Linked DNA regions of Hordeum vulgare: all the other regions are linked to region 3. The links are chromatin contacts, called in public Hi-C maps. All regions are on one chromosome and are shown on one strand. The core of a region is the stretch at or near the end of the contact, and the rest is flanking DNA. Distances in the headings are between cores, read along the strand shown.

Region 1 (7,349 bases), core at 1,317-3,816, 620 kb before region 3:
CCGCCGGAGCATCGGGCCGAGGGGGGCGAGCCGCCGCCACGGCGGTGCGGGAACCGGGGTGAGGTGGGAGAAGTGGGGGTGGCTCGTTAGTTATGGTTTTGGGAGGGGGTTATACACCCCCTCGGTTTATGGGTCGGTTGGCCTAGTGGGCCGAGCCTGAGTTAGGCCGGGGGGCTTTTGTTTTTCTTTTTACTTTTAATTTTCTGTTTTCTAATTTTGCCACTGTTTTGAATTTTAGTTTAGTACGAAATGATATTTTTTTATAAATGGAATCTAGCACATAATTCAAGCACAATGTTTAGGGACTACCCACAAGTTTTCAGTTTATTTTTAAAAAGCTTAAACATTTATTTATTTTGAAAAGGCAAAAATAATTGTTGTTGAACCATTTATTATTTTCCGAGAATTTATCTGTAAGTCAAATGATGTTTGTTTCTACATGATAATTCCTTAGTGAATATTTGCAACCTAGAGAACATTTTTGTTTTACCCTTTGAGGGAAAAATATTTTGACTTTACTTTGAATTTCAGTTTGAGGTTTAACTATTTCTTAATTGTTTTTCTTAGGGCATAATGATGATGACCTGACATCATTAGTGTGTGATTTACTGTAGCTCGACTAGCGAGGCATCACAGCTAGCATCAAAGCATATCTTTAGAACTAACCATTTCAGCGAGAGAGAGAGAGAGGAAGATAGGGTTTAATAATTGACCTCCCAACTTATTATCTCAGGGATAAATACCAACAATAATAACTGATGATCATTTATATCCAACTGGATGTATATGCATGGATCTTTTCCCCACCACATGATGTTTGCCAAGTAGAGAATAAATAAGATCGAAATAAGAATAGATACTATTAAGTGTAGCATAAACATAGAAAATAAAGACTAAACATTACAATATAAGCCCTTCGCATAAAGGAAAGTAGAGATTGTCATGCGTTTTCTGATTTTCGATGTGCAAGCTCTTAATGCAAACAAATGTAAATATATTGCCCCTTATGATAACAACATTTATTATCCAGTATGTCGTTTTTATTACTTATCATCACAAGTTCGTACAAAGATTATTTCCCCCTTACAATAAAACATTATACATACTTAGGCGCATTTTTTATTGTTTTTGTACCAGCGACAACTTACTTGAAGGATCTTATTACATCCATAGGCAGATATGATGAACTATCATGAGAAGAAACTGGGTTAAGGATTTTGAATGCACAACTGGTATCTCTACTTAGTGAAAACTTTAGGTCAAAAATTCGAGTTGCCGATAGTTTTCTTCTTCAGGTGTAACTTGCAAATTAAGAGAGAAAATATATAAAAATTACATCATTGAAATATTAATTAAAAATATTATAAATAATTATAAATAACAATAGAAAAACAAGATGTAAAATGGACGTATCATGTGTTGAAATTAGGGTCTGTTTTCATCCTTGCATTTCTTGCAACATAATCTTTGAAACTAGGTCCCATATTAATAAGTTTGTACAAAACAAAGTTTAAAACACAAAAATAATCTTAGAAAAACAAAAAATCAATAAAAAGGACCAAGAAGCACAACCTACTCCACTTTTTTAGAAGTGCATTTGTTTCACACGAAATCACTAATGTACTTCGCACGATGAACAAATGTGCTTTTCACTTTTTGGCAAGCATAATTGTAATTCACATAGAAGCACTTGTTTGATTATTATTTTCTAGGTCACACAACTATGATTTTCACTTTTCAGAAGAACAACTATCGAGGAACAACTATCAAGGGTGTTTCTTTACATGAATTTTTTGTTGTAGGGATTAAAAGATCCCTTCTAGTCCCATGTGAAACAAACAGAAGGGACTTTTAAGACTAAAAGGGGTATTTGGGACGAAAGAAAAAAAATCCCTATGGAAGGGTCTTTTGAGACTTTTTTATCACTCTTTTCAACAGTGCCCCTACTTTTAGCATGTTATTTAATAACTTCTAGTATATTACTAGGGATAACACGATCTTTTTACATGTCATTTAATGACCACTAGTCCCTGTTTAGTCTCTCGAAACAAACGAATAGGGACTAGGGACTTTTTAGTTAAGACTAAAAAAAGTCCTAGGACTTCTAAAAAAACAGGACCTATGTTTCATTATGAAACATAAGTGTGCTTTTTCACACGGTGTGTTTCACATGAGAAAAACTTATCATTATTCCAAATAAAACAAGAATAAATCAAACAAAAATCAATAAAGAAATATATCCAAAATGCATGCAGAAAAAGGAAAGAAATCATGCTCTCATGGATGCGTCAGCGCTGTGGCATGTGGTCGTGGCTGGGCTCACGAGTAATGCTACATCTACAAAGGCTTACTTAAAGATTTTACGTATAAACTAATGTGTAGAATTATGATTGGTAATTGGGAGATGAGGACCCCCAGCCCAACTGAAAATCAAGGAGGGGAAAAGAATTAATTTAAAATGTTAAGTAAATCTATTTAAGTTTTTATAGGTATAGCATTATTGATTGGCTCACCATGCGGCAGTTGCTCGTGCGTCTCGCACCGCCCCCTCGCGATGCTGGGTTTTGGGGGCTGCAGTGGGTACCCATGAGCTATTCGGTCCCATATATGGCGTGTTGCGATCCCGGACGGAGTGATCGCTAACCAGATGCAATTAGTGACTAGATACAGGGTGCACGCGACAACGCTCTCTAGCTCCGCTCATGTACGGGTGCTTGTTCTTTTTTTTTGTTTGCGAAGAAGTACGGGTGCTTGTTCGACTGCATATTTCCTACTTTTCCATTTTGTTTTTATTGATTTATTTCCATTTATTTAAGAAATGCTTTGAGTAAAAAAGATGTTCACAAATTTCAAAAATAGCATAAATTAACACAAATTCAAAAAATGTTCACAAGTTTAAAAACTGTTCATGAGTTCACAAATGGTCGTGAGTTAAAAAAAATTGCAATAAAAAACTGTTTACAAATTCAAAACAATTATGAATTCATAAATATGTTCAGAAATATGAATATGTGGCAAATTCGAATAATTTTATGATTTACAAATATAATTGCGAATTTAAAAAAATAATCATGAAACCAAATTTGTAAGAATGACCATGTATTCAAAAATATTTTTTAATACAAAAGGTGTAATATGTAAATTCTGAAAATGTTCCTAAGTAAAAGAAAGTTCATGATATCATTTTTCGTGAATTGAATTTTTCCATGAATTTAAAAAGATCTGAATTAGGTTCTAGGATCCTTTTGTAAACCGCTAGCTCTATAAATGAAGCTCAACATTAGTTAATTGGTTGTCCTATATGGATTGTTGTTAGAGCATCTACAGCCGGATCTTACAAATCCAACCCTTCAAACCTCCGTTAACACATCCGGGCGCGTCCGCGGACAGTGACCAGTCAAGCCTCAAATAATGCATTCTGCATGCGAATATCTCAAATTAGAAACCTCAAATTCATATTACTACATGCAACGTAAACCTATTACTAAGCGAAGCTCCTCCAGCTCTGTCGTGCCCATATCCGGCATCTGGCTGCGCCCCCTCATAGTGTCGGTTCGATCGCCGACGAGGTAGAGTAGGACATGGGACACTAGCCGGCTTATGGTAGTCGAGCTCCCGCCGTCTCCCATGCCTTACTCTTCCTCGTCGGACCCCGTAACACGGACGGTGCTAGTCGACATGAGGTCAATGACGGATCCTTCCTGGGAGGAGCCGACATCCACCACGACGCGATTGCGTCGACCGCACTGGTACACCCTACAAAGCCCCGGAGAGTGTGACTCCGCCTCTCCAACATCCACCGCCGCGAGGGCTTACGCCGCATCCCGTGCCTGCTGCCTCGCCCGACGGGTACGCCGCGCCATGACATCGTCTGAGGTCGGCCATGCTTTGTGCTCGGCGCCCCAACGGAGGGGTTGCGCTTCCACCACGGCGTTCGGACGCCACACGGACCACACCGCCTCTGTTGAGGTAGCAACGCCGGATCCAACCACCGGTTGTGCGGATGCAATGGATTCCCGGCGTTGCGAGTCTGAGCGTTGTCGTCGTGCGACCGCGTCGTGGGTGCGGTGGAGCACATCTGGACGACCATCCTCATGGCCGTGTGGGATGAGCTCGTGGTCAACGGATCTGAAGGTGGAGGACTCAGATCCGCTGCTAGTCATGCCGGAGGTGAGCTTAGGTGGCGGATGGGAGTGGAGGGGAGTGGAGTGAAGTGGCTAGGGTTTGGTCCGGCGAGCGAATGGGGACGAATATATGTGGGGTAGATGCGTGCCAACGCGGGCCAGTGCGGCAGGCGGGCGTGCCCGGGCTCCACCATATTCATGCCATATTTTTACTAAAAATGAGGGGTGTCGATCAGTCCGGACGTTTGAGGCCAATTTGAGTGGTCCATCTTGATCGCTTTTTCACGACCGATGAGTGACGGGGTGACGTGTCCGAAGGTTTGAGGAGTATTTAATGGGTTTCACTATAGATACTCTTAGCGAGCGGTATCTTACAAATCGCTATAAGCGATACACGGTATTTGGAAAACAGTAACCATGCGAAACGGAAAAAGGAGAACTGTAACCCTACGTTGTCAAAAAGAAAGGTAAAAAGGGAAAACACACATGAACCAAGGGATGTAATTGTGACTCCAACGCGTCGACTCATTTCGTCCGCGTGCGTTTTTTTGGGTCGCTGCGGACAGAAAAATCAGCCCAACACGCCGACCCAAACGGACGCGCGTCCATTTTTTGTCCGCTCGCGACACATTCTGGCGCAAATTTGGGTGTCATTTGCGTCGCCGTGGACACACGCCTCACGTGCGTGCTTGTTCCCCTGGCCCGCTCGTCAGCGTTACAGTCTCTCCTTCTTATCCCCTTCCCCCTATGGGATACCTACAAGCACACAAACCCTAGGCCGGCGACCCCATTTTCTCCCGGTCACCCTAGCTCTCGAGCAGCAAATCCATCGACGGGGTGCCTCCTTCATCTCGGTGTGGGAGGCCTTTTAGTGGATCTCCAGCGGCGGTGGGACTTCGCAAATTTTTGCGCATCCTGCCGGCAGGATATGGCGAATCCGATCGCCGGTGGGCTGCGCTTGCCATGGACTGGTCGGGTATCGATCCACCAGGTCCGGTCGATCCCTCGATGCCACATCCAGGCGCTCAATACGCCTCTAGCCGCTCGGGTCTGACCCGTCGCTGGTTTGTCGGCAAGGCTACGGCCGGCGGCCGACCTGTCTTTGTTGAGAATATGCCCTAGAGGCAATAATAAAATAATTATTATTATATTTCCAGTTTCAAGATAATCATTTATTATCCACGCTATAATTGTATTGAATGGAATCATAAATGCATGCGTGGATATATAGACAAAACTATGTCCCTAGTGAGCCTCTAGTTGACTAGCCTATTGGTCAAGGATGGTTAAGGTTTCCTAGCCATAGACAAGTGTTTTCACTTGATGACAGGATCACATCATTAGGAGAATGATATGATGGGCAAAGACCCGAACTATAAACGTAGCATATGATCGTGTCATTTTGTTGCTATTGTTTTTTACATCTCAAGTATACATTCGTAGGACCATGAGATCATGTAACTCACTGACACCGGAGGAATGCCTTGTGTGTATCAAACGTCGCAACGTTACTGGGTGACTATAAAGGTATACTATAGGCATCTCCGAAGGTGTCCATTGAGTTAGCATGGATCAAGACTGGGATTTGTCACTCCGTGTGACGGAGAGATATCTCGGGGCCCACTCGGTAATACAACATCACAAACAAGCCTTGCAAGCAATGTGACTAAAGAGTTAGCCACGGGATTTTGTATTATGGAACGAGTAAAGAGACTTGCATGTAACGAGATTGAAATAGGTATGGTGATACCGACAATCAAATCTCGGGAAAGTAACATACCGAAGGACAAAGAGAATGATGTAAGGGATTGTGTGAATCCTTGACATAGAGGTTCAACCGATAAGATCTTCGTAGAATACGTAGGATCCAATATGGACGTCCAGGTCCCGCTATTGGATATTGACCGGACATTGTCTCGGTCATGTCTACATAGTTCTCGAACCCGCGGGGTCTGCACACTTAAGGTTCGGTGACGTTTTCAGTATAGTTGAATTATTGATTTTGGTAAAGAAATGTTGTTCAGAGTCTCGGATGAGACCCCAGAAGTCACGAGTGTCTCCGGAATGGTCCCGAAACGAAGATTGATATATAGGATTGTTGCATTTGGCTTCTGGAAATATTTCGGGCATTACCGGTAAAGTACCGGGAGTAACGAATGGGTTCTAGGATTTTACCAGGAGGGGCTACCCACCCGGGAGTGAAGCAAATAGGCCCATGGGTGGCGCACCAACCCTTAGTGGGCTGGTGAGGCCAGCACAATAAGTCTATTTCGGCCAAGGCAATAATAAAGAAGGAAAAAAAGAGGATGGAGGTGAACAAGATAGGAAGGAGTCCTCCACCAAACCGAATTGGAGAAGGACTCCTCCCTCCTTGCCTCGGTCGAAGGCTCCTCCTTGGAGTAGGAGGCAAGCCACCCACCCCTTCGTTCCTCCTATATATAGTGGAGGGTTATAGGGGTTTTGCAACTCAAGCCTTTGTGCATCCCTCTTTCCCTCCACTACTTCGTGACACCTCGTAGCTAGATCGGTACGACACGATGAAGCCTGCCGGAGTAGCTCCACCATCATCACCGTCACGCCATCGTGCTGCCGGAGAATTCAACTACCTATTCATCTCTCTTGCTAGATCAAGAAGGCGGCGATCGTCATCGAGGTGTACACGTGTGCTGAACGCGAAGGTGTCGTCCGTTCGGCGCTAGATCGGGATGGATCATGGGACGGCGGCGATTTGGATTGCGAAGACGTTCCACTACATGAACCGCGTTTCTTAATGCTTCCAGCTTAGCGGTCTACAAGGGTATGTGGATCTGATCTCCCTCTCGTAGATGATCATCACCATGGTAGGTCTTTGTGTGCGTAGGAAATTTTTTGTTTCCCATGCAACGTTCCCCAACAGTGGCATGATGAGCTAGGTTCATGCGTAGATGATATATCGAGTAGAACACAAAATAGTTTGTGGGCGTTGATGTTCAATTTGCTGCCCTCCTTAGTCTTTTCTTGATTCGGCGTATTGTTGGATTGAAGCGTCCCGGACCAACTTTACTCGTACGCTTATGAGAGACCGGTTTCATCGGCTGACGTGTAACTTGTTGCATAAAGATGACTGGCGGGTGTCTGTTTCTTCAACTTTAGTTGAATCGGATTTGACCGAGGCGGTCCTTGGAGAAGGTTAAATAGCAGTTTCCATATCACCGTTGTGGCTTTGAGTAAGTAAGATGCGATCAT
Region 2 (7,192 bases), core at 2,800-5,299, 910 kb before region 3:
GGTATTTCCTTGAATCCAAAATTATTTTCCCTAGCAATGTCCCCTGTACATTTGTGCGCTTTTTTTTTTCAAGAACCGCTAAACTATGTTGCATGTCGTTTTCATTAAGATTGGATAGAAGCATCATTTGATGGCAAAAAAAAGGATAGAAGCATCATTTGATGGCAAAAAAAAGAGGATAGAAGCATCATTTACAAGTGTGGCACCCTGATGGTTAGAAAAACAGACCACCATCCGTAAAATGTTATACTCCCTCAGTCTCAAAATTCTTGTCTTAGATTTGTTTAAATATAAATGTATCTAGTCACGTTTTAGTATTTTAATATATTCATTTTTAGACAAACCTAAGACAAGAATTTTAGGATGAAGAGAGTATTAGTTAATTTTGACAATCTAAAAATACGTGCATAAATGGACCAGTAAACCGAAGATGAAGGAGATGCTCTCCCTAGCCCTATCCTTATAAAGATAGGTTTTCTTCTTGGAATATAAGAGTTATTTTTCTTTAGAAAAGAAGATTGATCCTCGGTCTCTGCATCAGGACAATGAATACATGCATTTTATTAGTTATTTGATAAGACCTTATCAAGTAATATATTAATATGTCTGAAGCTATCATCTTGCCGACAACTATCACTACTTCTATCAAGTTGATGAAGGGATCAAATTGTGTGAGCCAACACAACATTTAAAGCCGGAGGCCCCAACCAAGTCGATTTGCTAGATCTGGGTTACGCGCCATCTAGCACACTCTCAACGAGCACTGCATGCGCACAATGCAAGGACCGTCACCATCGTCTTTCACCGATCCATCTTTAGAGCAAGTACTGATGCATCCACCTTGCCATGCTTGCTGTCGGTGCCACCACTGTGCTAGAAAACGCTATCACCCTACGTGCGTCCCTCATCACACATCCGTCGTCGAGAACCTGCAGCACCACGTCGTCGAGAATCCACGTTGCCGATGTTTGACCGGAATCGCCACTCCATCGTAGAAGGCATCCATCGATCCGTCGAGCCTATGCACACATCCAGGAATGACGACCCCCATGGGGGTAATGACACAAGAGCGCCGCCATCATCCGATTGACTGATCTAGGATTTCCCCTGGGGGCAGCGGATAGAGGTTTGGAGCTTCTGCACGATGCCTTCAAGAAGGGGATGACACAAATAAGTGTCGTCATTGCCGGTCTCGGCAATAAGCTGAGAACGAGATTTTCACCCGGATCCGCTCGACGAACCACCATCTAGCATAGTGTGCGAGGGTCACCATCGATCTGAGCTGCGCAGCGTACATGGCACATCGGCTAGATCAAATCTGACCAGAGGCCGGACCACGCATGGCGTCGACCCGTCCACTAGGCTCTCCATGCTTCCGTCGATAATCCGAGGTCAGATGACTCGGCATCGCAGATCCAATCGTCACCGTCGCTGTCTGAGGTAAGGCCGACCTCTGCGCCCATAGCCATCGTCGACCGTGGCAGAGCGTCGCACCACCGCCAGACGTAGCCCTCGTTGCCGCCCAAGGCAGTGACACCTGACGAGCCGCCAAGGTCAGATCGTCCGTGCCTCCTCATGTCATGGGGCTCCACACCACCGCCATGGCGCACAAGAAAGGGAGGCCCCCGCCATCGCCGTCGACCCTTGGGTTGTAGGCCGGTGTCTTCTTCCAACGACGACGGAGGGAGGAAGAGAAGGAAGGATAACCCCCGGCAACTAGGGGTTCGTCCCAGTCCGAGTGAGGGTTATGCGCGCGAGGGGAGGGGGTGGGTAGGGCATGTTGCACTCAGTCGAGTCCTGGAATATAAGAGCAACTCCAATGGGGCGACCCATTTCGTCTGCCGTCGTCCGTTTGGGTCTGCGCGGACACAAAAGGCAGATTTTTGAGCCGGATTTGCATCGGCGTAGACACATGACGGACGCGCGCACGCTTGCCTTCTCCTCCCCCGGGCCCGCTGGTCGATGGCACATTGGCCTTCCCCCATCCAACCCTCACCCGCCTCCTTCGTCGCCGACGCCGCTACCCATTTTTGCCGGCAACTCTGCCAGCTTCGGTGCCTCCACATCCGCCTAGCAACGCTGCCCACTCCCACGTCGCTCGCCGCCGCCGTCTTGCCGCCTGGGAGCCGACTGCTTCCCACCCCCACGCCCCCACCACGCAGCCCGCTCCGACCAAGAAGCCGCTTCGCCGCCCGGCCAGATCCTCACCGGCACGCTCTTCGGACGCCGGCAGGGCAGCTAGCTGGTTTGTGCGCGCCGCGACTCCCTTCGTCGGCCGTCTCCTTCGTCGACGCCCGCAAGCTGTTCGACAGTTTGCCAAGGTACAAAATGGACCCCGCCGACGAGTTCTTTTTTCACAATTTCCTTTGCGACTCCGACGATTCATCGTCCGATGACGAGGAGGAGATACTGGCTGCCGTGTTGTCCATCATCACCTCAACAGCCAGCGGCCGTTGTTCCGTGGCTCCATTCTGGGCCACCTTCCGGCGTTGAATCGCAACCGAGAGAGCGGGCATTTCCTTCTTTGTAAGGACTACTTTGATACAACAAACCCATTGTTCAAACATCAAAAATTCCGCCACCGTTTCCGTATGAGTAGGCATCTTTTCAACTGTATTAGAGAGGGGGTGGTCGGCTATGATGACTATTTCGAGTGCAAAGAGGATGTTGTTGGCAAGATAGATTTTTCCTCTTATCAGAAATGCACTGCCGCCATCCGAATGCTTGCATACGGAGTGCCCGGTGATCTCATTGACGAGTACGTCCGTATGAGCGAGTCTACTTGCCTAGAGTCCCTGTATAAGTTCTGCAAGGCTGTTATTGTTGTGTTTGGTCCTGAGTACTTGAGAGAGCCGACTGCTGAAGATACATCCCATTTGTTGGCGATGAATGCCAGCAGGGGCATCCCAGGGATGCTTGGTAGCATAGACTGCATGCACTGGGAGTGAAAGAACTACCCTTTTGCTTGTCAAGGGCAGTATAAGGGCCATGTCAGGGCTTGCACTGTCATATTAAAGGCCGTGGCGTCTGAAGATCTCTGGATCTGGCACTCTTTCTTTGGCATGGCCGGATCACACAATGATATCAACGTGCTTCAGCGTTCGCCGGTGTTTGCTAGGTTTGTCGAAGGCAACAGCCCACCGGTGAACTTTACAGTCAACAACCACAAGTACGACAAAGGATACTACCTGGATGACGGTATCTATCCTCAGTGGGCCACTATTGTGAAGACAATACCCAACCCTGTCAGAGAGAAGAGGAAAAGATTTGTCCAAGAGCAAGAGAGTGCTAGGAAGGATGTCGAGCGTGCCTTTGGTGTTTTGCAATCTCGATGGGGCATCGTTCGATATCTTGCTAATACCTGGAGCACGCAGAAACTGTGGGAGGTGATGACTGCGTGTGTGATCATGCATAATATGATCGTAGAAGACGAGCGCCCGGAACGTATGTACGATCAGTTTCAGGGTGAGAATGTTGTGCTGAGCATGAAGGAGCGACAACGTTTGAACAGTTCATTCAATTTCATCAAGACATGCGTGATTGGGAAACTCACGTGGCAACTGCAAAATGACTTGGTTGAGCATATGTGGACTCATGTTGGCAACCAATAGATTTACCTTCTTTTATTCGTTTGCAAAACTATGTAAGAACTATGTGAGACATATTTATTTTTATTCGGCTTGTAATAACTATGCTATTTTATTCGGTCTAAATTATGTTTTTTTGATTCAAATTATGCAAATTCATGCAAAATAGGGCAGTCACGTCGGCACATATGGGTCGCGCGCGTTGGACGCGCTGTCAATCCATATCTAAAACAGGACGGACGCTGGTCGGTTGGCCGATCCAAACGGATAAAAAAAACGAACAAAATCACTTTGGATCGTCCCATTAAAGTTGCTCTAGGTTTTAATTTTATAAGACATTGATCTGCTACATGTGATCTTCGCCAATTTGGCAAGCAATACGTTTTGTCTTCACTTGCCTGTCCCATGCACGCATGCCTCACCTTTGATTGCTACGCACGCATCCATGGCGATCAACCGATCGAGTGGTCCAGGCACGTAGCTATAGCTAGCCATGCCAAAAAAATCGTAGGACCCATCCACGCATGCACATCCATCCATGGCTAACGGGAGCTTGGGAGCCAAGAATGGTTGTAAGGCATGAGAAGGTATACACTTTATAAGAAAAAGAAAACAATAAGGTAGACACAGGTCCCGTCCTGGGATTTTGGGGCCCGAAACGAAATTTAACCATAAGTCCTTTAATTTTTTTTAAAAATGATGATATATTTGTATAAAAATTTAATGAAGATTGTATCAAAAGAAAAAGTGAGATGAGGTCATGAGGCGTATTCGACCAAGTGTTGGTTGCAGCAAACGAGAGAAGGGACGATCACATAGGAGATAAGCTAAAAAAAATTTCGTACAACAAACTAAACTATGCTCGTGAGTGTGGTGTAACCGATAGGGTCGAGAGAAAAATTTGTGATGTAAAATGCCTAATTAGCAAGATGAGAACCATGATCTACCCACGCCAACATATTTAAACCAAAATAGATTTTTTTTAAATGGTGGCTATCAATTTAGAACTTGTAATCAACATTTAAAAATACATGTATTATATTATATTAATATAAATTCGTAAAGTCAAGAGTTACTTTGTTGTCCCTGATCCAAACTCCTTGTAGGCCATGGGTGTCATCCTTATCCCGGTTATGTATTTAGGGTACTCCAGATTGCAAAGGAGAAGCACACAAGTATCTAAGTTTATCACAAATTTCATCTTTTGGAAACAGTATCTAAAAAAATAGAGGAGAATTCCTGCCCAGCCTCACTATTATGGCCCACCACCACTTAACCATCAACCAACGTTAAGAAGAAGAAAAGGCAGGCCCACTCATCCAGATCGCTAAAGAAAACATACGCGTCTCCTTCTTCGAGAAGACAGGGACATCTGAGCTCCTAGTCGCCGCTCACTGCAGCAACCAGTCGGGGCTTCGCACCCGGCGACCCCGACTGGGTCAGCCCAGTAGGTGCACAACGAGCGTATTTTTTTCTTTTCTACTTTTTTTTTCTTTTTTGGGTCGTTATTCCTTCGGTTTTCACCTTTTTTATCAAAACGTACAAACATTGAATTTTTTAAATTATTTTTTGAAAACATAAACTATTTTTAAATAGGGAACAAATTTGAAGGCGAACAATTTTTTAAAAGACAAACATTTTTTGACTCTTGAGAACAAAAATTTAAACTAACAACAATTTTGAAAAACCAGAACAAAATTGGGACCGTGAACAAATTTTAAAGCACGAATATTTTTTGAATTTTCAAAACAAAATTTTGAACAGGAGAACAAATTTGGAAGCGTGAATATGTTTTTTAAAAAACAATATTTTTTTTAATATTGAGAACAAATTTTGAAAATGAGAACAGTTTTGAAAAACCTTGAACAAATTCATAAATGTGAACAATTTTTGAACATATGAACATTTTTCGAATTTTGAGAACAAATTTCGAAAAACAAGAACATTTTTTAAAAACGTTTTACAAAACTCCAAAACATTTTCTGAAACTCCAGAACATTTTTATGAAAATCTAGAACATTGTTTTAAATGAAAAAACATTTTTCGATTTGAATAACAATTTTTGAAAATGCAGAACATTTGTTTTGAAAAGAACGGAATTTTTTTTCGAATTTGAAGAACATTTTCTGAAAACCCAGTACATTTTTTGAAAATACAGAACATTTTTGTAAAAACACAAACATTTTCCGAAATTGAAAAACAATTTTTGGAAATCCCAAACAATTTTTGAAATCCAGAACATATTTCGAAAATCAAAAACATTTTTGAAACTTATCTCACGAATGAAAAATCCGGATTTTTTTTTCAAATTCCGGAACATTTTTTACAATTCCGGAACATTTTTTCATATTCCTGAACATTTTGTCAAATTCCGGAACATTTATTTCAAGTTCTGGAACATTATTTTGAAAATCTGAAACATCTTTATAAAAATTACAAATTTTTTTTTCATATTCCAGGATATTGTTTCATATTTTGGAATATTTTTTAAAATTCTGAAATATTTTTATAAATCCAGAACATTTTTTAAAACATAAACAGAAAAAAAGAAAGAGAAAATAATGACGAAAAAAAACGGTTTAAGGAACCTTCTAGAAGGTTCCCAAAACAGGAAAAAACCAGTTGGGAAGCATGGAAGGTTCTCGAAACCGGGATCTGTGGAACGCTCTAAAAGGCCGGCCCAGTGCGTCCATCGCTCACGTCATCGTGTGCGAAGCTTTGACAATTGGACACAGTGAGGAACATATAGGATTTTCCATCTTTTAGTCCGTTCTAATGGTGCCTTGGATGGCAGTTGGGATCAAGATACTTCACATTTGCACAAACCTAGTCTGAGGGGGGTGGGGGCTCGGATTTGGGGGCCTGAGGCGGCCGCCCTGTTCGTCTTCCCTCAGGGTCGGGCCTGGGTACACACTTGTCCATATTTTTAACACGCAGTAGTATTGTTTTACTCTACAATTTTGTAAGCAACGTTTGTCCGGAAATGGCTTTTGGAGGCCGAGCTCATGAAAGTCTTCAAATATAAAATATAAAAATTATTTAATTTATATTTTTATATTTTAGAAAAATTTGAATAAAAACACAGAGATAGATGAAGGCATACCACACATGTGTGTAAATTTTTAGAAAAAAATACGTTGAAATATGGCCTCTTAAAAAACAAATCTGAAGCTTTTTAACACATGCCACTATTCATCCTCCCACATCATGAATTATTTTTTTAAATGAATCGTATTTCAAGATATTTCATCCTAAAGATTTACACACATGCAAATAACATCGCTGTTTACTTGCACAACTTTTTTCAGATTTTTATGAAACTAAAAATTTTAAATTTTGAATTCTTCAAAAATTTCGAGCTTTAGTGAGTGTGGTGAGCAAACGTCCGTTCTCACGTGGGTCCAACTAAATAAAAAAGGAAATTAAGTGGTCACCTACTTCTGCACTCTAGCACTAGATAATACTAGTATAGGTCGTGTATGCAAAGTGTAGGATGAATATTATGAAACACTCGATGTATTGATCGGGTTCAAACGCATGTATATATGATGTATAAGGTGGGCACAACCTCAAATATATAAGGAAGTGGGAGGTGGGTGTGACGC
Region 3 (7,930 bases), core at 1,954-4,453:
TACGTCTTTGTTGGAGCGGTGTGGAAGCACAATGCTCCCCAAGAAGCCACTAGGGCCACCATATTCTCCTCACGCCCTCACACAATGCGAGATGCCATGATTCCACTATTGGTGCCCTTGAAGGCGGCGACCGGACCTTTACAAACAAGGTTGGGGCTATCTCCACACAAAGCTTGGAGGCTCCCAACAAGACCACGAAGCTTCACCACAATGGAATGTGGCTCCAAGGTAACCTCAACCGTCTAGGGTTCTCAAACACCCAAGAGTAACAAGATCCGCAAGGGATTAGTGGAGGAATCAAATATCTCTTGGTGTAAGTGTAGATCAAGGCCCTCTCAAGCAATCCCTAGGAAATCAACAAGTTTGATTGGCTAGGGAGAGAGATCGGGCAAGAATGAGCTTTGGAGCAACAATTGAGCTTGGGGAGGTAATAGGTGAGCTTCTCAGGGAATAAGACACCTTTTATATAGTGGGGGTACAATCCAACCGTTACCCACCCACCAACTGCACTAGCCAAGCGGTACTACCGCTGCTAAGAGCGGTACTATCGCCCGGGAGCTCACCGACCACAGTAGTAAGAAAATACTACTATGCCTACCATTATGGAGGCGAAAGGATGCGCAAAAAGTCCGACGGAGCGGTATAAAAAAACTACTACCACCCCGAGAACGGTTATATCGCCCACAGGGCGGTAATAAAAAACTACTACCGCCCCGAGGGCGATACTACCGTTGTGCCAGCGGTACTACCGCTGGCCCTTTTGCACATACAAGGAAAGCAAGGTTGGAGCTCTATTTGTAGCCAGGGAAAAGTGGTGCAAATAGAAATGTCTACGTGATTATTCCACCCAAACCTTTTCGACGTGGACCCCCTCTTAATAGTACGGCTTTATGACTCAAATCCACCAAAGAGAAACGTAGAAAGCAACCGTCTTCGAAAGGCTCTGAAGGGCATCAAATCGTCTTGTGCCTAGTCATGAATTATCTGAAGTGCTCAATGCACACGATTAGTCCGCACACGCATTGTCATCAATCACTAAAACCACTTAGGGAGAAATATGCCCTAACAGCAGGCTTGGAGCCTCACCCATGGTACTAACAGCCTAGAGCGGCAAGGGATGAGGAGCAGAGAGTTGCATGTCTCGTATCCAACAGGCTCGACGGGACACCCAGCTAGATTCTATGCCTAAAAACTCCCTTTCCCGCTCCCCGGATGCCATGAAGTGTGTGAAGAAAATGGTGCAAGGAGGAGATGGAGAGCGAAGGCGTGGTGCAATTTTTGTCCGACGACATTGTTTAAATAGCAGGCGAATTCCCAGAGCCAAGTGGCATTGTTTTTAATGTCGAATGGCTGGCGAACGGACGTGTGATCGGAGTAGGTTTCTCGGCACACGCGTAATTTTAGTGGAGGAAGGCGGCCAATCTGCAGATGTTTGAATGCAGCGAGGAGGCGTGTTCAATCGGGCGTGCAGCAGGCGGCGCTCTCTCGATCGGCATGCCGCTTCAGTACGGTAGTGAGAGGTCGCGCCCGCTCTCGGGTGGCGTCAGTGCAGAGCGGCCGCTCTATAGAGGCATGAATGCGGGCAGCTGACCACTAGCGGGAACGCACGCAAACGAGGGAGGACGGTTTTGGATGTACCATAGCTGCCGAATGCGGACGTGGGAGTATTCCGGACGCCCGTACCACCCCCCCCCCCCCCCCACACACACACACACTTTGTGTCCGGTTTGCGAAAAAAGACACGTCCGGACCGGCCTTGGAACAGATGCATCATTGCGTTGAATGGCAGAACACGTGTGGATCATGCGGTTCAAACGATTGCAAATGGCTGGACGATCACGTTGGAGATGCCCTTATCTTATGACAAATTCAAAGATATTTATGTGTTTCTACAACAAGATATCTAAAGTCACTTGAAAAAGCTATCATCATGTAAAAGCTTGCATGATTTTTAAGTCACTTGAAAAAGCTATCATCATGTTAGCCTGCAGATCAAACGCATTAAATAGGTTGATTTAGAAGGGTGCTTCTAAGAGCATGGTTAATAATATAGCATGTTGATGGCTATATGAAACTACATGTCATCTATAGCCATCATCTATATGAACTCATGCAACAATTTTTGCTATAAGGTTGGTTATTGCATTAGTATTTTTTTCATCTTCTTTTTATTTTTTCACATTAATTGGATTTGCTTAGTTTTGCGTAAGAGTCCTTTTTTTTTACTTTTTCACATCTCTCTCCTTTACATAGGAAAAGTGCCATGTAAGTCATGTTCTGCTTCGGAGTTCAAATAGCTCGATATGAACAGTAAAATTGGAAATAAAAAAAATCTTTTCAAAAAATTCTAAACTTGTTTTCATCCAAACATTGACAAAAGATATCACTGCTTGCAAAATTTCCTCAAAAAATGACATTCGTAGAAGTCAAGAAAAAAACAATTCTCCAAAATGTTATAAAAAATAACACTTTTGGAGGATCTCTTTTTTGCTATGACTTCTACAAATGTTATTTTTTGATAAAATCTCGTGGGCACTAAAAACTTTTGTCAATGTGCGCACTAAAAATTATTTATTATTTTGTTTTTTGTTTTTTTTTCAGAGATACCATTTATCCAAGCTCATTTGAGTTCGGACTCACAAAGACCATGTCCCATGTAAACAGGCTATAAGCTCACTATTATACTTAATTTAATGTTCACATTTAATCTACATCGAAATTCATAAACTTTAGGTGTACCGAAGCAAAGTTTTTTTCTCTTTATTATATACTTCCTCTGTCCCAAAATTCTTGTTTTAGCTTTGTCTAAAAATGAATATATCTAAATACTAAAACTTGACTAGATACATTCATATCTAAACAAATTTAAGACAAAAAAATTGGGAAGGAGGGAGTATATGTAAGAAAAAAAATCATTTTCTTTATACTCCATTCGTTTCTAAATATAAGACCTTTAGAGATTTTACTATAAAATATATATAAACATATTTTAAAATATACATTTATTTATTTTGTTTCGTATGTAAAAAATCTTACATTTTGGAACAGAGGGGGTATACGACAAAGTGCGTGTCGTGCAAACTGTGGGCCTGTGGCCATAAGCCCAGCCACATGCAAATGCGGCGGTGCAACGGCGAACAGATCCAGAGGCGTCGAATTCAGTCCAGCCTCGCCTCTCTCGCACGCGGGCGCTCGCTCCCGCGTCCACGTGACCAGCTGACCCCCAGCACGGAGCCGTGCCTCGCGCGACCGACCGACCGACCCGACCCGATCGCCACCGCCGCCGGCGACGCGCCATGCGCCATAGGGATCAGCACAGGTCAATGGCATTAACAATCCTGTCCATAATCTCAATCTCAAAGAGAAATAAAAGAACAACCGTGTCCGCGCGCTTGCGTACGTACACTTGCGTTGCGTCCACGCGTCTACTTTAATCTCTCTCTTGAGCGCGCGACACAGAATCGGCAAACAAGCAAGCGACGCATCATCCTCTGCCCGGAAAGCGCAGGCCCGAAGTGGGCGAAAAGGAAGAGGACGTTCACATGTCACGTCCACTGCTGCTACAGCTGCAGCGTCAGCGATGCAGCGTTTGGCCTGCAAGCACGGTTAGGAAAAAGGAAAAGCCGAGCTAGATAGGCAGGCACAGTGATCCCTGAATCCTGGTCACGATGTAGCTGCTCCTGCTGCGAACTGGTTGCTATGATAGACACCATCATTTTCACGCCCCACTGCTGTCCTGTCCTTTCCCAATCTCCGGTCAGGACGCAAGAGATGCCAGCTCCACCACCTACACATGCTTTTTCCTTCCGGCTCAAGTGATGATAACAGAAAAGTGAGGCGTGTGGTCCTCGAGTGAGTGAGCGAGTGACCAACTAACCATGATAGGGGAATTCCCGGTAATAATCACTGCGTCGCCGGTGTTGTGCTTGGGCCGAGTCCCTTTCAAAACGGGACGGGTGTCTGTCTGGAGGGACGGTCCTCGGATAGAATCATGGCATTGTGATCACCCTCGGGTGAAGGGTCAACGTCCAGTAATGGGTTGCTTTGGTGGTGTTGGATCTGACGATGTCTGATCCGATCCCAGATTAGATTCCGAATGGACGACACGAGGTCAGGGTTAGAATACACTTTTGTTTTGTCTCAATTTTTACATGATGAATGAATGACGAGTTGTCGGCCAAAGAATGGGAGGAAGGATTTGCATCATGGTAGTAGAATGCCATCATCAATCAATACACCGCAACGCCTCCTATCTGATGGAGGAGGAGAAATGAATGTACACTGCTGCGGCAAACCCCCCGCACTTTCTGTGGGCGGGCGGACACAGGGCCCTTTCGGCTTTGCTTGTGCTGTACTCAGGCTTCGAAAGAGAACTGGGGTCAAGCTGAGGCCTCCTTGACCTTGAGAGGTCAGGTCAGCATTCGTCTAGTGATACAGCTTTGGAGGCATCGAGATAATTCAGTCGGCAGGTGCCTAGGAGGAACTCCGGGAGCTCTTCTTGCGTGTTGCCCTGCATCAGGCAAGGAAAAAACCATGCTTGCTCATAGACCCGTTCTCGGTCTTGAGTAGAACAACAAAATATGTAACAATTTGGTAAAGGTATCCCACAGTGATTGATTACCTGTACCAAGAAGGCCATCTCAATCACCAGGTTGTTCAGGTACCCAAGCACAAGGCTCACCACACCTCGTGCCACCGTTGACGAGCCTATATCAACTCCAAGCTGAAAAGGTTGCATTTCAAAATGTTGAGAACCTGAATATCACATTTGTATACTCCATCCGTTCCTAAAAATACTAAGTCTTTTTAGAGATTTCACTAGAGGACTACATACGGAGCAAAATGAGTAAATCTATAATCTAAAATATGTCTAGTGAAACCACTAAAAAGACTTATATTTAGGAACGGAGGGAGTAGATAATATGGCATGCATAGATGTTACCTCCAAATAATTGCTTCCACGGAAATAATTGATTTCTAGTGCTTGACCAACCAAACAAGCTTTCTTGCCCACACTCTGCTTCACGATCCAAGATCCCTGAATTGACACATTCCGAATTTCCAATCATAAACCACCGCGGCTTTCTGATTAACACCAATCAAGACTTGTAAGAGAAAGGTACCTTTGAGATATAAGGGATGAGTTTGAACCTCGAGTTTCTGAACGTATCATCTCCATTTACAAATCTTTCAAGCAGAGGAACCTTTTCCAATGGGGTATCCATCATATAATACAAAGCTAAGCTGTACGTGGTAGAACCAGGAACCTGTATACCGACCAGGGTTATAAGTAAAAGGGCAGGTTTAGGTGCACACTTATGGAGCCTCGATACATTCATAAACCCAAAGAAATCTCACCTGTATATTTACAATAAAGAAAAATTTGCTGCCTCCTTGTGCTGCATATTTCTGCAATGAAATTCATTACGAGCTTTAATTTTTTGTTCCTTTTTGTTTGAAGGCAAAATTACTGATTTCAGAAGAAGATACCTGGACTAGTCCGCCAGGACGACCAGCAAGATCATCCTCACGCTTATCAGATTTTATCCAGTCAGCACCAACCATTTGCATCAGTGTATTCTCTGCTTTAATCTGTCAAAGTTACAGATAATTTCATCATTATGGATGGTGAAGCACAGGTACCCTGACTATCAATATGCTGACCAGATTAAGTAAACATGGCTATCATTATAACATACAGGATCCCTTATTTCCTGCGGAACAAACACATGTATCCTAGTCTAGTGAATGAGAATAATATCACAGTACTAAGCCACCTTTTGACGATCAATCAAATAGGATTCTCCGCGTATTAAGAATGTTGTAGGATCTGTCATTGACCAACTAGAAGGTATTGTACAGCTAGAATCTTTTGGGAGAGTATGTCCATAGTAACATGGTGCATTATCAGCATCCGCAGCTCCCTGTAAATCAACGTACCCTCTCTTTTGAACTAGAACATAGGAAATGAGAAACAGATAGTTAGAACCAAAAATAAATAAATACTGAAAAATTGTACATCAGCCGTAACACACCTGCAAGATCATGCAACTTCCGTACAAAGACAGCAGCACTGGATAATTTAGCATGTCGTTGGTCCTGCCAAATATTAGACACATGGGATGTAAAAAACAATCTTGGAGTTCTTGCCTGGTTCTCTGAATTATGCCAAGACCATGTCATCGTTATTTCTTGTAACAAAATTGTGGTCCTTACCTATGACTAAGTTGTTTTAATTTTTAAGCCGACTAAGTAGTTTCACTTTTCCAAGTATGATCAAACTGTGTCATGCGACGACTATGGCATAGAAAAGAGTAACGGGTTCATACAATCAAGGAAAATGTAAGTTCAGTTACTGGTTGACCAGGGGTTTGAAACATATCTGAGAGAAACTTCCTGCTTTACTTTGTTACTAAAGGGAAAAGGAGAAGACACATTATGGGCTAAGGTACATATGTTACACTCATTGTGATAAGGCAAGGCAACAGCTGAATAATTGAAAAGTACGGACAATTTTCTGCATATTGCAATGTTGTTAACGCCACAGGGGTAAAGCATATTAATATGGTCAACCACACAACAATCTACAATCCGCAATTCTAGAAATGAGATGGAAATGAACTACCATCTTAATCAATAAGGACAGTACTTATTTATTTATTTGCTCCTTTTGCTAGCCTTTTTGGTTGAAGATTCTTTTCTCTTTTGTTAGCCTAGGTTCTTTTGGATTACGTTGCCACTTGTAAGCTTTGCGTCATCTTGACGTTTCTTCTAATACAAAATGACACACATTTAGGTGCGTATTAAGAGAAAAAAAAGGTTCTTGTAGAGAACACACCACAGCATGTGTGCTCTCGTCAGAAGACCACATGGCTTCTCTCTGATCATATTCTGATTCGTCTGGGACATCAAAGAACTCATCCGTTGCATCATTAAGTTGAACAAGGGAACCAGTACTGCTTAACTGCCGGTTAGAACCACCCTGTAGTCCTTCTACAGGACCCTCAAGTCTTCCACACTCATTTGCTGACTGCATTTCTATTTTTCTCCGCTCGTTTCCACCCTGCGGCAGTCCCGTATCCCTCGTCAGTTCACCCGATGAGAATTCCATACAAGCGCAGTTTCCATTTTTTGCTCGGAATAATTCTCGTAGAGCTGCAAACAAATGTTTAGCTTACTGAACACTGGGACAAAGTTGATAACCACAGCAAGCAAAGAATAATAGATCTTTCACAAAACATGCCTGCTACTCTTCCTAGCATACGTATGGTAATGTATTTTGCCGATGAGGTAAGGAGATAAGACTTCCAGAATTTCCAGTCTATAGCAAGCATATGCTTCACAACTGATTGTCTTCCTTGGCTAACTGGTGATATTACATATCCTCCACCTATTATTCATAAAATTGTATCTTAGTTCATGATAAAGAAACGATAACAATCAGTTTTTATGCTGAAAATAAAGCATACATTACTTTTAAGACATGCACGGATGTAGCCTTTCTCAGGACTGCATCTGTTGTGGAAAACAGAGTGATACAGGATAACTGAAAAATCAAGAGAAGTGTCAGGTCTAGATCATGGCAAACTGATTATTTATCATTTTTTATAAATAATTGTACCATAAGTTCCATCATCTTCTCTCCTCCAATATCGTCTAAGTAATAGATCTCTCTTTCTCATTCCCCTGAAAACTAAATATCATATATACTATTATAACTTAACGATAAAATGTGCATACAGAAAGCAGGATGGATCCAGCACCAGACCATGGTAGCCAGTCCCCTCTTAATTTCTTGTGGATTATGTCTGAATGTCCATCTAGATGCTCAACCACCCTTCCTTCCCGCAGACAAAAGTCCCACCTACAAAAACTCTCATTGGTTGAATGGTGCAAAAAGAAATGCATTCACATAGATGTTCATGTATTA
Region 4 (6,882 bases), core at 3,437-5,936, 620 kb after region 3:
TTAATTCCTCTCATATCATGGTTTCATCTAAGTCTCAAAAACTTCATCCACACAAAACTTGAAAAGAACTCGTGAGATAGGTTAGTACACATAAAAGTAAATCAACTCTTTATGTGCTGCCAAGACAAGTTGCATAATAATTTTCAAACATTAGGTACTGCATACTATAATTTCCATAATTTATATATATCAATTTAGGCTATGAAAACTATAGGATAAGTAGATAACAAAACTAGGGCATCAATATATCTAAACATGGCAGTCTGTAGCAAGCTATTTAAAACGTGCACTTATGTATCTCAAAAAATTCTGAAAATTTAGAACATAATAAATAATTTGTGTGGAAGTAATATGTAAAAATTTCAGAAACTTTCCACATTTCAGTAAACTATGATAATTCAAATACTACAACATAACTTTCTGCTTTTATATAGCACACATCACACATGCAATTCAAGCATTCTAAAGGCAATTCTTGGAAAGTTTTATTGAAAAACAAGATTATAAATAACATTTAACAGAGAACAACAAAATAAAAGGACACTCCAAGCAAAACATATATCATGTGATGAATAAAAATATAGCTCAAAGTAAGATATACCAATAATGTTGGAGATTAAAGAGGGGATGCCTTTCAGCGCATCATCAAGCTTAGACGCTTGAGTCTTCCTTGTATATTATCTTGGGGGTGCCTTGGGCATCCCAAATCTTAGGTTCTTGCTACTCCTTATTCTCCTCATGTTGGTATCTCACCCAAAACTTGAAAACTTCAGTGATACAAAACTTAACGAAACTTCGTGAGATGGGTTAGTATGACAAATATAGATCATTCACTTAGGTACTGCCAAGACAATATTCATAATTGTTCTCACATAATACCTACTGTACTATATCATTCCCATAATTTATATCACTTAATATAAGTTATGAAAACACTAAAACAAGTAAACTATGAACACAAAACAAAATCTGTCAAAAACAGACTAGTCCGTGAAGATCTGCATTAAAACCATACTTATGTGACTCTAAAGAATCTGAACAATTAGTAAGCGCATAGAATTTGCATAACAAAACTGTGTAAAAAAATTAGAATTTTTTGACGCTCGAGTAAAATCATAGAAATCCTTGACCCGAAGCATGGGGCTACATCATATGATGTTTTCATTTTCAAAAGGAGAAGTACATGTAAGTCCCGAGTCGCTGCAGGCAGACAACCCGACACTTGGTGGCTACACTGCTCATATCAAATTTTCTAAAGTCCTAAGTCACTGCAGGCATGCGACCCAACACTTGGGGGCTATAGTATTCAACTGTTTAACAAGTTATGAGGTCCAAATTGAAGACCCGACCCCTCACATAGTGATGAGTCGGCCCTTGGGGGCTACACATGTGAAAATCAATTAATTCAGTTTATAACTGATGACTCAGATGACAACCTGGATTTCTTCGAAAAGATATCTACCTACAAAGTTCAAAGTTCCAGGTTGTTGCAGGCAAAACAACTCGGTCCTTGGGGGCTACACCAGCTGAAGCTTTATAAAAGTACAAGACAATTTCAAGTCCCACACTGCTGCACGCAAGACAACCCGACACTTGGGGGTTACACATCCAAGATATTTTCTACCAAAGCGCCAAGTCATCAGGAACTAATAAACTCAGAGTTTGGGGGCTATAGGTAATGTGGAGATAAAAAGAGAGAGGAAGAACATCCTCAAGCGATCAATTTTAAAGTGGAGCTGAAGCATTTGTTTGACCTCGCGTCACCAACAATCATGACCCAACATTATCAAAGATCATGACCCGACAGAGTCTATACAAGTAACCCGGCTTCACAAGTTGGAAGTGGTTCAACAACGGATGGATTTTTATTCCCAATATTTCCATCAAAACCGAAGCAATGGAAGCCTATTCAACTTCATATGGTTTTCTTGTCTCCAATATTTTCGTCAAGCTAGCATTGGAGGCTGACTCAACAACATATGGGTGTTTTATTTCCAATATTTCATTGCAAAGGACATTGACGAGCAAGATGATTGTGAATACAACTATAAGAAACCAGGACTTGCAAGGACCTACTTCATTGAAATAAGCTGGCCAAGGAGCAAGCCGGTCCCTTAACATATTTATTATTTTTATTTAGGAGCTTACCATGAATAAATTCAAACTAACGTGGGGGCTAATGTCAGGGATATACCCCACGGTTTGACGGTGTGTGGCGCCGCTCCGACTCCCCACCTGAGGCCATAACCGGCTATTTAAGCCGGTCGGCGCCCCCAACCCTAGCACATCCACCTCCTCCCTCCCTACGCCGCCACCCGAGCCCGTCAGCCATGCCCCCATACGGCCGCCACTACACGATCCGACACCGTCTCTGGCTCCTTGAGCACGTCCGGATCCGGAGGGCCGTAGGGCTACCACTGGATCGAGAGGATGATTTCGAGGACGAGGATGAGGTGGAGGAAGAGCAGAAGGAGGTGGAGGATGAAGAGGAGGAGGAGCAAGATCTGGCGAAGGAGGAGCCGCCGCTGGGTGTGGGGGAGGACCAACAGGAGTCGGCAGAGGAGGCACCATCGTTGGATGTGCGCGAGGAGGAGGCGCACGCAAGAGGGAGGACATGGATCTGCGGGCGAAGCATCATCCCATCCTCAACTCCATCACATGTAGTCGACTGCACAGGCTAGGCGTCTTCGTCGGTAGCAGATGGAGGCGGCACGGGCTGTGGCAGAGGCATCGCGGATGGCCGAGGCTCCGGCGCACGCGGCTCATGATGAGCAAGAGGCCATCTTCGACGACGATGAAGAGTATGATATGCCTTGTACAATGCAAGGTGCTTATGGGAGGTGTTTAGAGAAACAAACCAGGCTTTTCTTAAGCACCGGTGGTTATTTGTAGAGGGTAGACGCTTAGTTAGGCGTCTCTTGTGTAGAAATAGGCACTCATGCTTCAGAAAAAAACCGGTTTATTTTTCTAAGCACCTCCCTAAGCACCTAGCATTGTATAAGGTCTTAGGGAATGAAATATGAGAGAGTTGAATGTGAATGGACAGATTTGAGGCGTAACCGGTCAGTGTCCGCGGACGCGGGTATTTAAAGTATCGAATTTGCAATCCGTGGGTGTAAATGCTCCTACTTGCCTCGCGTCTCTATTTTTTTCTTTTTTGTGTGCGGCTTTGCGTCTTAGTTTTTTTTGCGCCGACGATGCCCAGCTCATCCTACCGCGACCTCGGCCCTTGGAAAACCCTAAAATAGGCGGGCAAACGCACAGGAGCTGCGAGCTAGCGACGGGGTTTGGCCGGCCCGTTAGCACTTTCACCGATCCCAGTTTTGGGAAACTTCTAAAGGTTTCCACCCAGTTTTTTCGGTTTTGGAAACTTTCTAGAAGATTCCTTGAACCTTTTTTTTCTTCTTTTTTGTTTTTTTTCTGTTTCTGTTTTAAAAATGTTTTGGATTTCCAAAAAATATTTCGGAATTTAAAAAAATATTCCGTAATTTCAAAATTGTTTCGGAAATTGAAGAAATGTTCTAGAATTTGAAGAATTGTTCCAGAAACTGGAAAATGTTCCATAATTTGAAAAGAATGTTCTGAATTTAAAAAAATGTTTCGGAATTTAAAAAAAGTTCCATAATTTAGGAAAATGTTTCGAAATTTGAAAAATTGTTCTGGAATATTTATCCAAATGTTTTGGATTTTTCAAAATAAATCTTCCCATATTTGTAAAAATGTTCCGGAATTTGTAAAAATGTTCCGGTTTCAGAATTCGTTCTCAAAACTAAAAAAAATTCGTGCTTTAATAATTTGTTCGCGCTTTCAAATTTGTTCGTATTTTTTCAAAATCGTTCTCATTTTCAATTTTTTTGTCAAGATTAAAAAATGTTCATGCTTTAAACAATTGTTCTAGCTTTCAAATTTGTTCGTGTTTTTTGAAAATTGTTCTTGGTTTTAAAATTTCTTCTCAAAATTCAAAAAATGTTCGTGCTTTCAAATTTGTTCAGAGTTTTTGAAAATTTTGTTCTCAAGATTCAAAAAATGTTTGTGATTTAAAAAGTGGTTTGCGCTTCTAAATTTATTCACGTGTTTTTAGAATTGTTCTCCTATTTCATTGCATTTTCACAAAACTGTTTGTAATTTCAAGAAATGTTCTTCTATTTTATTTTTTCCTTTTCCCCATAAAAATATTGATTGTTCTCAAATAATATTCATGTTTCAGAAATTCATGTTTAAATTTTAAGAAAAGTTTGAATCTGCAATAGATTATGATTCGTGTTGTTAAATTTTACAGCTGTTGTTATGTTCGTTAACATTCACGCATGTAACCTTTCAGCTCTGGTAGTCAGTCGAGATCGTTAACCAAAGCGCACTCCAACCTTGAGGTCCTGTGTTTGACTCCTGTTGCTCGCTCATTTTTCTTTTTGCGATTTTCCATCCCTACAGCAAATGAGCCGTCCCAAGAGAGTTTGCTCTGTGCGAAACCGCCGCTAGTCGCCGCAAAGTGCGGCGTATAGGAGCTCCCTCGGCCCTTTGCGCACTCGAGCTGGGCAGTTTTTTTCCACCCGAACGGCCTGCATCTGTGCTGTATGGGCTGATAGCCCAGCCAAAGAAAAAACCCTACCGAACGGTCGGTTTCCTCCGGTCCGGAAAAGCCAGCACGAACGGGCCCTAAGCTCAGCCTGCTTCCCACTGGCTCTCTCCTCCTCAGTGGAAAGGGTAAAGCCTTTCGCTTAAACCCCGACCACACGCAGCCGCCGCCGGCGATCCTTTTCCCTCCTCCCATGTCGTGCGCCGCTGCGGCAGCCCCGGGGAGGCACACGGAAGCTCAACGCCCGAGCTCGACGCCCTCCACACAGTAGCCCGCGGCGCGCGCCCCCGCCATGAAACCCTGCCCCTTCGGATGCGCTTCCGACCGCCCATTCCCCTCCGCCTCCTCCTGCCTCAGCTCTGGCGCCGTCCTTCGCTTCCTCCCGCACTTCTCCCTAGGCCCATATCCTCATGTCCTTCCGCGGCAGCCGTGGTGGCGGCCACGGATTCCGAGGAGGATGCCGTGGTTGCTAGGGATCCACTGCTAGCGCCTCATTTTGTGGGCGGGGTAGGAGGGTCGCCTAGATTTGGGGAGGGCAAGGCGGAGTTCGAGAGAAAGGCCTCGATTGCCGCAAGGATCAAGCTCTGCTATGAACTGCTGCGACAGAGGAGGTGGCGGGAGATGCGGGGCGGCTTGGCACAGATGGTCAGCGAACAAGGTGAGCTCCCTACGGATTTGTATTACAATTGGCACTTTCTCTTTGGATAGTATGACAACACGCTTATTCATCCTTTGAACTTGGATTGATATGGCAATGGAGTTTGCGTTATTCCAGGGCCATGATCATTTTATCATGTACACCAAAGAAAAAACTGAAATGGTAGTGAAGGCACAAGTGTGTAAACTTCCTCTGTTCGTGAATAAATTTATACTGTCGTCATGCACACACATATATTTTTCTATATGCCTTTATGTCAATATAATTGGCAGCTAATTCTCAAAATAAATATAATTGGCAGCTGTAATATTGGTCATAATATTTTTAGTACCTGTTGCCTTGACATATGCAGCAACATAGAACAGTTGAAGCTCACAATTCTCACATTTCATTGTATTTCCCTTTCTACTCTAGGATCTGGGTCTGCAGCCACTCTCTGTGACATCTTGTGGAGTGAATTCAGAGAGTATGATTCCAGCGGTGTTGTATGGGATGCTCTAGCAAATAGTTATGCAAGAACTCAGATGATTCATGATGCTCTTTACGTTCTCAGTAAAATGAACAGCCTGAATATGCAAATATCAGTTTCCACCTATGATAGTTTATTGTATGGTCTACGGATGACAGACATGGCATTGGAGCTTTTTGATGAAATGGAGGCATATGGTATCCCTTACAGCGAATATTCACATAGCATTCTCATAGATGGCCTCTGCAAGCAAAATAAAGTTGGAGAGGCTTTATCTTTCCTTCAGGAGGCAAGGGAAGGGGGAACATTTAGACCATTGGGAATGTCCTTTAACACTCTGATGTCTGCATTGTGTAATTGGGGATTTATTCAGCCTGCAAAATCCTTTTTATGTCTGATGCTGAAGTATGGATTAAACCCTAACAGGTATACCTATTCTACACTTATACATGGTCTGTGTAAGGTAGGTTACCTAGATGAAGCAGTGAATCTTCTTGAGAGAGTGACAAAAGAAGGAATGAAACTTGAGACTGTCACCTACAACAGCCTTATTAATGGTTACCGATTGCTTGGTTTAACAAGAGAAATTCCGAAAATAATTCAGTTTATGAGATACCAAGGGATTGAACCTGATCTTGTTACTTATACTATACTTATTGCTGGCCACTGCGAAGGTGGTGATGTTGAAGAAGGGATGAAGATAAGAAAGGACATCCTAGACCAAGGGCTGCAGTTGAATATTGTCACATACAGTGTCCTTCTAAATGCTCTCTTCAAAAAGGGTTTGGTCTATGAGGTTGAGAATTTACTTGGTGAGATATATAGTTTTGGTCTAGATATGGATGTCATTGCATATTCCATCCTCATCCACGGGTACTGCAAGCTAGGGGAAATTGAAAGGGCACTGGAAGTTTGTGATGTTATGTGCTGTTCTCAGAAGGTAATGCCAACCTCACCGAACCATTTATCAATTCTTCTTGGACTTTGCAAGAAAGGACTGCTAGTTGAAGCAAGATGGTATTTGGAAAATGTAGCTAGCAGATATCAGCCAGGTGATGTAATACTTTATAATGTAGTCATTGATGGTTATGCGAAGATTGGTGATATTGGTAATGCTGTCCGTCTGTATGATCAGATTGTTGTGGCTGGTATGAATCCAACCATTATCACATGTAATTC

Evidence for each region. Hi-C and Micro-C count contacts between places; a contact is called where the count stands out from the background.
Region 1: a contact with region 3 is called in a Hi-C map of seedling, with 2.6 times the contacts expected there. The contact joins two enhancer-like sites. A contact is called at or near these places in 2 of 6 Hi-C or Micro-C datasets (leaf and seedling).
Region 2: a contact with region 3 is called in a Hi-C map of seedling, with 3 times the contacts expected there. The contact joins two enhancer-like sites. A contact is called at or near these places in 2 of 6 Hi-C or Micro-C datasets (leaf and seedling).
Region 4: a Hi-C map of leaf shows a contact between it and region 3, with 7 times the contacts expected there. The contact joins the promoter of LOC123431222 here to the enhancer-like site in region 3. A contact is called at or near these places in 3 of 6 Hi-C or Micro-C datasets (leaf and seedling).

Annotation. Positions count from the first base shown.
Region 1 is chr1H:283,858,403-283,865,751 of MorexV3_pseudomolecules_assembly, reverse strand. No RefSeq gene overlaps it. Among protein-coding and RNA genes, the nearest start is that of LOC123431291, 170 kb to the right of the region's middle. Within about 2 kb of position 2,566, at least 3 of the 3 cell types and tissues checked have open chromatin away from gene starts, as enhancers often do. A contact at or near this core is called in leaf and seedling, where this site is marked.
Region 2 is chr1H:284,158,603-284,165,794 of MorexV3_pseudomolecules_assembly, reverse strand. No RefSeq gene overlaps it. Among protein-coding and RNA genes, the nearest start is that of LOC123431302, 450 kb to the left of the region's middle. Within about 2 kb of position 4,049, at least 3 of the 3 cell types and tissues checked have open chromatin away from gene starts, as enhancers often do. A contact at or near this core is called in leaf and seedling, where this site is marked.
Region 3 is chr1H:283,243,089-283,251,018 of MorexV3_pseudomolecules_assembly, reverse strand. It overlaps LOC123431275 (protein ENHANCED DISEASE RESISTANCE 2-like), which reads right to left. Exons shown (of 22, transcript XM_045115098.1): 10 at 7,764-7,864; 11 at 7,622-7,693; 12 at 7,475-7,546; 13 at 7,244-7,390; 14 at 6,839-7,155; 15 at 6,036-6,099; 16 at 5,778-5,953; 17 at 5,491-5,592; 18 at 5,359-5,409; 19 at 5,124-5,267; 20 at 4,943-5,038; 21 at 4,622-4,723; 22 at 4,115-4,510. The coding sequence ends at 4,415. Among protein-coding and RNA genes, the nearest start is that of LOC123431275, 10 kb to the right of the region's middle. Within about 2 kb of position 3,203, at least 3 of the 3 cell types and tissues checked have open chromatin away from gene starts, as enhancers often do. A contact at or near this core is called in leaf and seedling, where this site is marked.
Region 4 is chr1H:282,625,370-282,632,251 of MorexV3_pseudomolecules_assembly, reverse strand. It overlaps LOC123431222 (putative pentatricopeptide repeat-containing protein At1g13630), which reads left to right and starts at 4,686. Exons shown (of 5, transcript XR_006623067.1): 1 at 4,686-5,234; 2 at 5,649-6,882.